Linked DNA regions of Mus musculus: all the other regions are linked to region 3. The links are chromatin contacts, called in public promoter capture Hi-C maps. All regions are on one chromosome and are shown on one strand. The core of a region is the stretch at or near the end of the contact, and the rest is flanking DNA. Distances in the headings are between cores, read along the strand shown.

Evidence for each region. Promoter capture Hi-C pulls out the DNA fragments that hold promoters and counts their contacts.
Region 1: a promoter capture Hi-C map of liver shows a contact between it and region 3, with 4 times the contacts expected there. The contact joins the promoter of Anapc5 here to the enhancer-like site in region 3. A contact is called at or near these places in 2 of 39 promoter capture datasets (the C10 cell line and liver), 1 of 15 datasets of contacts at CTCF or cohesin (the NIH/3T3 cell line), 1 of 484 Hi-C or Micro-C datasets (bone marrow-derived macrophages), 4 of 115 datasets of contacts at active chromatin or transcription factors (astrocytes, embryonic stem cells and large pre-B cells) and 2 of 9 other capture datasets (embryonic stem cells and pancreatic islet).
Region 2: a promoter capture Hi-C map of liver shows a contact between it and region 3, with 4 times the contacts expected there. The contact joins the promoter of P2rx4 here to the enhancer-like site in region 3. A contact is called at or near these places in 8 of 39 promoter capture datasets (the C10 cell line, the SN4741 cell line, cranial neural crest and 3 more), 1 of 15 datasets of contacts at CTCF or cohesin (the NIH/3T3 cell line), 1 of 484 Hi-C or Micro-C datasets (bone marrow-derived macrophages), 17 of 115 datasets of contacts at active chromatin or transcription factors (the 230-238 cell line, SST interneurons, bone marrow-derived macrophages and 10 more) and 4 of 9 other capture datasets (adipose tissue, embryonic stem cells, liver and 1 more).

The regions. Positions count from the first base shown.
Region 1 is chr5:122,819,671-122,822,858 of GRCm38.p6, reverse strand. It overlaps Anapc5 (anaphase-promoting complex subunit 5), which reads left to right and starts at 1,517. Exons shown (of 17, transcript NM_021505.3): 1 at 1,517-1,879; 2 at 3,172-3,188. The coding sequence starts at 1,709.
Region 2 is chr5:122,706,125-122,709,451 of GRCm38.p6, reverse strand. It overlaps P2rx4 (purinergic receptor P2X, ligand-gated ion channel 4), which reads right to left and starts at 1,908. Exons shown (of 12, transcript NM_011026.3): 1 at 1,665-1,908. The coding sequence starts at 1,798.
Region 3 is chr5:122,448,401-122,451,450 of GRCm38.p6, reverse strand. No RefSeq gene overlaps it. Among named protein-coding and RNA genes, the nearest start is that of Anapc7, 27 kb to the right of the region's middle. Within about 2 kb of position 1,435, at least 13 of the 459 cell types and tissues checked have an H3K27ac peak or open chromatin away from gene starts, as enhancers often do. A contact at or near this core is called in SST interneurons, liver and pancreatic islet, where this site is marked.

The DNA.
Region 1 (3,188 bases), core at 268-2,767, 370 kb before region 3:
AAAACTACTGAGAATGACTAATCACTGATAATATTTTTATTTTAAAATACTTATTTATTTTTATTTTATTTGTACGAGTACTTTGCCTGCATATATATCTCTGTACCACATGGCTGTCTGGTGCCCGCAGAAGCCAGAAGATACTGATGGACCATGTGGGTTCTGGGAACCAAACCCAATTTCTCTGCAAGAACAGCAAGTGCTCTAGTGCTCTTAACAACCGGGCTGTTTCTTCAGCCCTGATAATAATACTTTAAGCTCTAGAGAACTAAGTGTCTTGAGAAATACAGATAAGTAGAAGGGGCATTGTGAAAAGTCAGACTGAAAATACTGTAGACCGGGGGTTGGTTTTAAGAGCTTCATTTACCTGATGTTGGACTTTGTAGTGACTTAGGTGGGATACAGATATCCATTCACAAGAAGGTGGTCTTACCTTTTGTTTCACTATGGGTATCGCACTTGCAAACTGACACGTAGCTGCCTACAAATGGCATTTGTGAGATGTTGAAGAAAAACATGGGCTCTTGTCCTTACAAAAGGAGAATAAGGACAGGCATGGTGGCTCCCTACTGCTAGTAGGGAGGCAGAGGCAGGTTCTACAAAGGGCTGCATGGTGACACCTTGTATCAAAAAAATTTAATATGAGTGAAAAAAATGCTTTTTGTTTTTGTTTTTCTAGACAGGGTTTCTCTGTGTAGCCCTGGCTGTCCTGGAACTCACTCTGTAGACCAAGCTGGCCTTGAACTCAGAAAAGAAATCTGTCTGTCTCTGCCTCCCACGTTCTGGGATTAAAGTCGTGTGCCATCATTGCCTAGCGAAAAAAAAGTTTTTTGAGGCAGGGTCTTCTTAACTATGCAGACCTAGCTGGCCTGGAACTGGCTTTATAGACCAGGTTGGCCTCGAATTTATGGAGATGTGCTTGCCACTGCCTGTGCCTCCAGGTTGCTGGAGTAAGAGGCAGGGAGCTATCACATCTAGTATGCAAATATAATTTAAACATGCCAATTTAATCCCATTGCTTTTAAATACAATGATTTAAAAATGTCTTTTGGGCAGGGTAGATCATTCAAATCATCTCAGCTATTGTCGCGAGTTCAAGGCCAGTTTATGCTACTTAGTAAGTTTTTTTTTTTTTTTCTCCAAAAGGGGAGGAGCATCGCTTCAGCTGAAGGTCTTTGTTAAGAGAGCTTCCCTGGTATACACATATACAGGCGAGGTGTCTTGTTCAATTTCGTGTACCGCTAGAGGCAAAGATGCAATTAAATGGGGGCGAGAAGGAAGATCAAATTAAATAAATACACGCGTGGCCTGTAGTTCACGCTGTCTCTGATCAAAATCCCTGCGTCTTCCTCCCAGATCCCTGTCCACGTCGACTAGGAACCTGGTCGCCTTGGTTGAGCGTTTCTGTAGGGAACCGATTTGCCATAACACCATTTATGTCCCACCCCCTCCCCTACCCCCGCTCACTACAGGTTTGGCTGTTTTGATTGGCTGTCAGTCTTCCTTCTGGTCTTTGATTGGTCGAAGGCACCGCCGGGGTGGGAGAGGGACACTGAGGCCCCCGCTACTGTGGGAAACAGTCTTGGGCGGGTTAAGGTGCCGGGCGGCTGCAGCCATGGCGTAAAGGCGGCTCGTGGGCGCGGCGCGTGGCAGGCCTGGAGAGGGCCTGTCCTTGCCGGCGTCCACGAAGAGCCAGGACTTCAGCCCGATGATGACCAACGGGGTAGTGCACGCCAACTTGTTTGGCATCAAGGACTGGGTGACGCCCTATAAGATCGCCGTCCTGGTGCTGCTCAACGAGATGGGCCGCACGGGCGAGGGCGCCGTCAGCCTCGTGGAGCGGCGGAAGCTCAACCAGCTGCTCCTGCCCCTGCTGCAGGTGAGGGGCGCCCGCTCTTTCCCGCCCATTACCGCACGCGCGCGCGCGCTTCGCGTGGGCCCCGCCCTGAGCTGGAGGGCAGGGAAGGTCCAGCCCCGGGGGAGGGGCCCTGGGGGCGGGGCTTCATCTTGTCACTGAAAAAGAACACTAGCAACTGCATGATATTTCATCCTAAGCTAACCGGCATGGTTTAACTCTTTTCCTATAAATGATAAGTTTTGAGGGTTTTTTTTTTTGTTTTTGTTTTAACATATAGGTTCTTTTAGTTTGGTTTGTTTGTCTTTTTTTGTTTGTTTTTGGGTTTTTTTTGGTTTTTCGAGACAGGGTTTCTCTGTCCTGGAACTCACTTTGTAGTGGTTTGTTTTTCTTTTTTTCTAACTTGTTTATTTATTATATGTAAGTACACTGTAGTTGTCTTCAGACACCCCAGAAGAGGGGGTCAGATTTCATTACAGATGGTTGTGAGTCACCATGTGGTTGCTGGGATTTGAACTCAGGACCTTCAGAAGAGCAGTCAGTGCTCTTAACCGCTGAGCCATCTCACCAACCCGTGGTTTGTTTTTCAAGACAGGGTTTCTTTGTGTTGCCCTGGATGTCTTGGAACTCGCTCTGTAGACCAGGGTGGCCTCCAACTCAAGAGATCCCCCTGCCTTTGTCTCCTGAGTGCTGAGATTAGAGCTGTATACCCAGCCATACAGGCAATCTTAAAATAGTATATGTCAAATACAATTTCCCAAGAAGTCGAGTTGGGTTACCTACATCTAGAGTGGTGTAAACACTGACTTTCTAAAAATGGCCCCAGTGAGTAATTTTAAACCTTGTCTAGAGAAGGCTCTGCTTCTGGGTTAGCCTTCCTTCCCCAGTTCAGAAAACGATGAAATGTGTTTATACTCAGGAGAACTAGAGCACCCACCTTTGTATAGTGCTTCCCGGTGTGCAAAGCCTTTCACAGTCTCCCACTTAACTTTTCCACAGACAAAGGAGATAGTGATTATTAAGTCCATTTAACTGATGGAGACGGGCTCAGCGTTGCCTGTTAAGAGTAACAAAGGAAAGAGAGCCTTATCCTATAAATCCTGTTCATTTTTCTTTCTCCTTTTTTTTTTAATAGATTATTCCATTGACTAAAACCAATCTACAAATGTGAAGTATGTCTTCGTATTTTGCATAGTCAGGAAAATCCTGATTCCATGTGTCTCGTTTGGAATGATTGATAAATGACTCTTTTCAGTCGTTTCTCAGTCCGAAGCTCTTTGCCCGTTATCTCTAACCTTATTTTCTCCTTTACACAGGGCCCAGATATTACACT
Region 2 (3,327 bases), core at 659-3,158, 260 kb before region 3:
GTGGCTCACAACCCCCTGTAATGAGATCTGACGCCCTCTTCTGGTGTGTCTGAAGACAGCTACAGGTACTTAATAAAAATAATAAATAAATCTTTGGGCTGGAGCAGTCAGAGACTGAGGGAGTGGGTTGACCGGAGCGAGCAGAGGTCCTATATACAATTCTCCACAACCACATGAAGGCTCACAACCATCTGAACAGCTACAGTGTATTCATATACATAAAAATAAAAAAAAATCTTAAAAAAAAAATAGATACTGGCCAGGGGTTTTTCAGGTACTGGTGACTGAATGACTCCAAGGCCTCATGCTAAAGAGGACGTTTTTTGGAGACAGGGGCTCACATAGCTCAGGCGAGCATTCTTCTGCCTCAGCCCCATGAATACTGGGATTGCAGACATACTGATTACTGCCTCCTCCAGCTTCAGCGAGTCTTATCTAGTGTCTACCGCTTCCATATGGTGGAAGCTACAACCTTGTGAGCGGAAACTCCTCTGCATTCTTTTGAATGCCCTTAGGCGGTCTGAACAGATTCCAGACCTAACACCAAAGCAGGAGACCTGTTGATTTATTATTTAGTTGGGACACTGTAATAATTCTGGTTGTCCTGAAACTATGTAGACCAGGCTGGCTTTGAACTCATAGATATCTGCCTACCTGTCTCTCACCAGTGCTAGGATTAAAGGCTGTATCTTAGGCATTCTTAACCATCTCTCTGGGCCATCTCTCCAGCCACCTGTGTACCTATTTCATATACCTAAGGCCACACAAAGCTTTCTCAGGTGAGTGTGGTCAGGCACAGAGGTCTTACAGCTCTGAGTCAGTTTGTGAATTGGCAATCTATCTGTGTTTTTTGTGGATTCCTAAGTGACTCCAATGTGTTGTTTGGGGACCCGTGCTTTAGGCCCTTTAGTAAGAAAACAGATCCACCTGTCACGCTAGCAGCTGTTGACACTCGAATACCTTGAAATTGGGCCCAGGAGGCAAGGTAAGGTTCACCATCTCTCCTGGGGTGTATTACAGCCTTACAGGTGCATCCAATTAAAATTAAACGTTTCATAACGCCTAGTGATGGGAGGGTATATATAAACAGTAATGAAGAGCAGAGTTTAGAATCAAAATCAGGCGGGTACTCATATTCCCAACCAATCCAACAAAACAAAGGAAGTGACCTTGGGACACTTTTGGGAAGTGTGACATCTCAAGGGTACTGGGTTATCAGAAGCTTCTTAAGGTAACAGAAACCACAGACCCAGAAAGTACCGAATGAAAACCACAAGCCTTGGTTTCTGTCCGAGTTTGAAAAGGAACCGAAGAGAAGTCCGTGACGCACAGAGTTAAGCCTTCCCTGCCCTGCCCCTCCACCAAGCCAAGGCGCAGCATGAAGCAAGTCGGGAGGGAAGGATGCGAGAAAGATGGGGTGACAGTCTAGCTAAGACGAGGCTTAGCTCCCAGGACGTCCAGTAGTCCCCAGTGTCCTGTTCAAGCTGGTTCCAGGTGGCTTGGCTAGAGCCCGGCGAGGGCGTGTCGCCGCCCCTTGAACTCGGGGAGGAGGGGCTTGGCCGGCTCAGCTATTGCCCCAGACCCAGAGAGCGAGCAAGGGGGCGCTGCCAGGTCCCGACAGTCTGGGTTGCCCCCAGCCGCGGCCCCTCCCCAGGCCCGCTCACCCAATGACGTAAGCCAGGATGAGCAGCTGCACCACGCGGTTCATGAGCCCCACTTTACGGCTGCGGATGAGCACGATGCGCGGCGTGTCGTACTCGAACAGGAAAGCCCGGAGCACGGAGCAGCAGCCTGCCATGGCTCCGCCGCCCGCTGCTCCGCGTCGTGGCCACCGCGGGTCGCCTTGTCGCTGCCACCACCACCACCGGGTCCGGGCAGCAGCCCCGCCCAGCAGCTCGGCCCGGAAATAGGCGGCGCGCGACCTGAGGAGCGCGTCTCCTCCCCCTCTGCCACCCCAGGGTGACGCCCCAACTCGTGACCCTCTCAAAGGGACGATCTAAAAAGCAAGAGTGGTATAGCACTAAGGGACGAATTACCTCTGGAGCAGGGAGCAAGGTCAGCTCCCGGAGGGACAAGGATAATGACGCCCTCAGGCCTAGGATTGAAAGGCAGACAGTTGAGTTCTGTTGCAAAGGACAGCTCTGCGGTTCAGATATAGGATAACGAGCCGTGCGCCAGGGGAACTTGGATAGGAGTTACATTCCTAGAGGACCCGAGTGCTGAAGAGTCAGTCCCCTGACTGAAGGAGGCAAACTTGATCTGGATGTAGTGGAGGGAGCCCCGCTGTGCTGCTTTATGAAACTATAGGGTGGGTGAATAAGTACCTGGTGTACTAGGATGTCTGCAGAAGTCAGCCACAAATGCCACCATATACCCCTCTTAGGCCTGAAGCCGATCCATGTCCCTACCCCTAGTCAGATAACTGTCGTAGTTGCACCTGAGAGGAGGCAACAGCCAGCACCTGGGGGGTGGGGGGGGGTCCCTGTAGCCATCTTGCTATTGAGAATGGCTTACCGCAAGCTTAGGGAGAATTGGAAAAATTCAAGCCCGTGGGGAGACACCATTGTTAAGGTCACATATATCCATTCCCTTCCGAAGTTTTTTTAATAGGCGTTTTATATTAAGTGTAACAGATACATCCAAGTACCCTTATACCAGGTACTGTCCAGCAAGCATAGTGAGAGCATCTCAGCCCTGTGCAGTATAAATATAGCAGGTAATATACACAAGGCTTGAGGTTCTAATCAGACTCCTCGCGGTTCTTTTCATTTTCTGCTCCATGCATCTTTTATTTCATCTGAGTTAGCTTCAGCTTCTGGTCACTTGGCTCCATGGATCTGAGAGAGCATGGTGGACCTTACAGAAAGGCATGGGGACAAGGTGTGTCTTTCCACCACCAGGTCCCAGGGAATTAGTTATTCCAGCTGGCTTCACCTCCTTTGTACCGCCTCCCAATGCTAAGATAAGATTTGCCGTTATGTCATAGCTCCCAATGTTAAGGTCTCTCAGCATCCAGTCCCCTCTCAGCATTATCTCCCACGTAGGGAAGAAGCCTTCAACACATGAAGGTTTGGGAAGAACTCTTCATACACAAGTCATAGTGCCCTGTTACCAGCGACTCATCACGGGATTTGAATGATTTTGAGTTTTAATCTAAGGCCTAGTGGGAAAACATGCCAGCCTGGTGTGGTGGCACATGCCTGTTATCCCAGCAGTCCGAAAGCAGAGCTGGGAGGATTGGCACAAGTTCAAAGCCAGCCTGGTTTATATACCTAGTTCTAACTATAGAGTGAGACCTTGTTTCCGTCTATAGTCAGTGAGTAGGAT
Region 3 (3,050 bases), core at 186-2,685:
CACCTTTCTGGAGCTGTACAAGATCCACCAGCCTCTACCTCCTGAGTGCTGGAATTAACAGCATACATCACCACTGCCTGGCCAAAATCTCTTTTAAAGGAAACAAAAATAAATCAATTCCTTGTCTCAAAGGTTGTAAGCAAAGGACTCCAAGATACAGGCAGCAGATTACAAAGGCTGGGGGTTTAGGAGGTGAGAACCATCAAGTCACAAATTGAGTGGGCATGGATGCATTCTGGCTTAGCTCCAATCACTAGGGCAGATGAGCACCGGCAGGTTCCTGACAGAATGTCCACCCAGCAGCAGGGATCACGCATGCTCCCATCCAGACTTCCTGAGACCACTTTCCAAACGGTATGGGGCATAGCAAGAGACAAGACCAAGACAAGTGCAAATAATCACAGGCTGGCACTGGCAGGAACAGAGGTTAAAAGGGCACAGCAAGCACTGCATAGCGCAAACTCACCAGCAGTGGTGAAGGTGGCACCCCTCCCAAGGGACGCTGGACAGTGTGGGCAGGGAAGGCCACAAAACACATACCAGGCAGGTGCTACTTCAGCCAGGCAAGCACCTTTGGTCCCTTAGAATGCTTCACACCTCAGGCCAAGGCCAGGAAAACATCTGACAAAACTCCAAAGAAGAACTACTGTTGAGTACCCCAACACCTCAAGATAATCCAAAATCTGAAGTGTGTGGGGGAAAAAAAAGAAAAAAAAAAAGGTGGCCACAGAAATCCCGGACTTGGTGATGGGCTGGCATTAGGGACAGAGCAGCAACTAAGGTTGGTGAGAAGACACTAGCAAGAATTAGCAGGAACCATGGACAGCTGGATGCAGGTGAGAGCATCAAGCACTCCCTTGTCACTTCACCCTTGTGAGTTAGAAAGATGGATCCTTTGATCAGCAGAGAATATTCCAGAACTGGCAAAAGATCATGACCTGTAACTGGAAACATAACTTCCACACAGGATTCAAAACCGCACATCGTGGAGATAAGGTAAACTGCAGAACACAGAAAAACTTTCACAGATGGGGGGGGGGGGGATGAGGAATCCTTTTCAGGAATGACCGTGAAGCCACCAGAGGGGACTTTCAGCAACCTGGAAAGAATGCACAAAATTAAAGAACTGAGGTGACAAGGTATTTCAGACAGACCATAATAACTCAGTTGGGACAATAGGTGGACTTGAGGTGACCTGAGACCTCTGTCATCCAGGACAAGGAGACAACAGTTCATTTCCGGCTTGGACATCTGTGTTGCTGTCCCAGAGGAGCCGCTGAGAGAACAGAAGCAGCAGTGGCCGTGGATGCAGCAGCAGGGTAGACCTAGGAGGACCTGAGCCAGAGGTTTCCATGTGATGTGTACACTGAACTCTGTGATGTCACTCTAGGACCAACGCATCCCTCTGCTCACTGTTTCTATGAAAAGCCCCACCCCCACCCCAGCATTGGCTCAATGAGCAGCTGTGCTCTTGACGGGAAAAGAGAGCATCAGTGCGTGCTCGGAGCCCCACCATTGTGGAGAGCGACTGACCCTGAAAATTAGTAGCAATTATAAAACGTGAAGGTGGAAATGTCCCCAAGTGCTTGATCTATGACCCTGTACGGCTTGACTTTAATCCTCCTTTTCTATGTACAAACGCCAGAGTTTAAAATGAGGGTTGGTGGCCAGTTGCAGTGGCACAAGCTTTTAATCCCAGCCTTCGGGGGACAGAGACAGGAGGATCTCTGGCTCTGAGGGCAGCCTGGTGATCTATGTGGCGAGTTCCAGGACAGCCAGGGCTATATAGGAAGACCCTGTCTGAAAAAAAAACAAAACAAAAAAACAATAAAACGACACAGCTGAGAATCTGAGTATGGCTGCTCCCAGAGTCGCAGACGTAAGACACCCAAGGGTGCATCCCAGGCTGGCCTCACATTTACCATGTAGCTGAGGTGGCCCTGACTCCTATTTCTACCTCCCAAATGCTGAGAAGTCCAGGCCTCTCACCTAACTACAGCTTTATTTAAGGAATAAGCACTGTCTGGATGGTGGTGGCACATGCCTTTAGTCCCAACTCTTGGGAGGCAGAGGCAGGCAGATCTCTGTGAGTTTGAGGCCAGCCTGGTCTACAGAGTCTACATATGAGATCCTAGCTCCAAAAATAAATTGAGAGAAAGAAACCACTGTGCATCCCCTGGGAAGTGGTAGCTCTGGACTCACTGGGAGGGTCCTCCGTGGCTTTGAGCTTGGAGGTAGCAGGTCCAATCTGCCCTCTAATGGCACGAGGGGTAATGGCCATTCTTGCTCTCTCTGGTTCCCACTCAAGTCCTGAGGCAAAACCCTGCTGTGTGCGAGCTCACAGAGGCAGCCCTTTGTGCTGAGGGGTTGGTATGAGTTGTTGTAAAACTCAGCTTCTGCAGGCCTTGAGTCTGGCTAAAGGCAGCAGCAAGGAGATCCGAGCCTTCCCCAAAGCAGGCCTGGCCTACAGATAGAGGTCAATCATGTCCATGGGAGGCTCGAGCCCAAAGGACCAGCCACATGCTCTAGCCTAGGTCCCCAGGGATGTGCTGACACTCAGAACAGAGGGCCATAGGCATGGAGAACGGAAGGCCCTGGCAGAGACCAGAAAGGACGAAGGAGCCTCACATGCCCTCCTCCACAGAAACATATCCAGGAGCCACCCCTCAGCCTTTAGGCAAGGTGGTCTGACTTTAGCACCACCTTGGGGGAATGAGTTCTTCCAAGGCAGAGCTGGGCACAAGGAAGTATCATCCTGCGACCTCAGGCCTGAGAAAACAGTCACCAGCAGCTCCCAGCACCGGTGAGGAATGGCTGCCACTTCAAACAGGGTCCTCATTTGTAACCCCAACCTCATTTGTAACCCTACATACCTCAAGTATGTGGGAGCTGAAGAGATGGCTCAGTGGTTAAGAGCACTGACTGCTCTTCTGAAGGTCCTGAGTTCAATTCCCAGCAACCACATGGTGGCTCACAACCATCTGTAAAGAGACCTGACCGCCTTCTTCTGGAGTGTCTGAAGACAGCTACAATGTACTTACATGTGATAA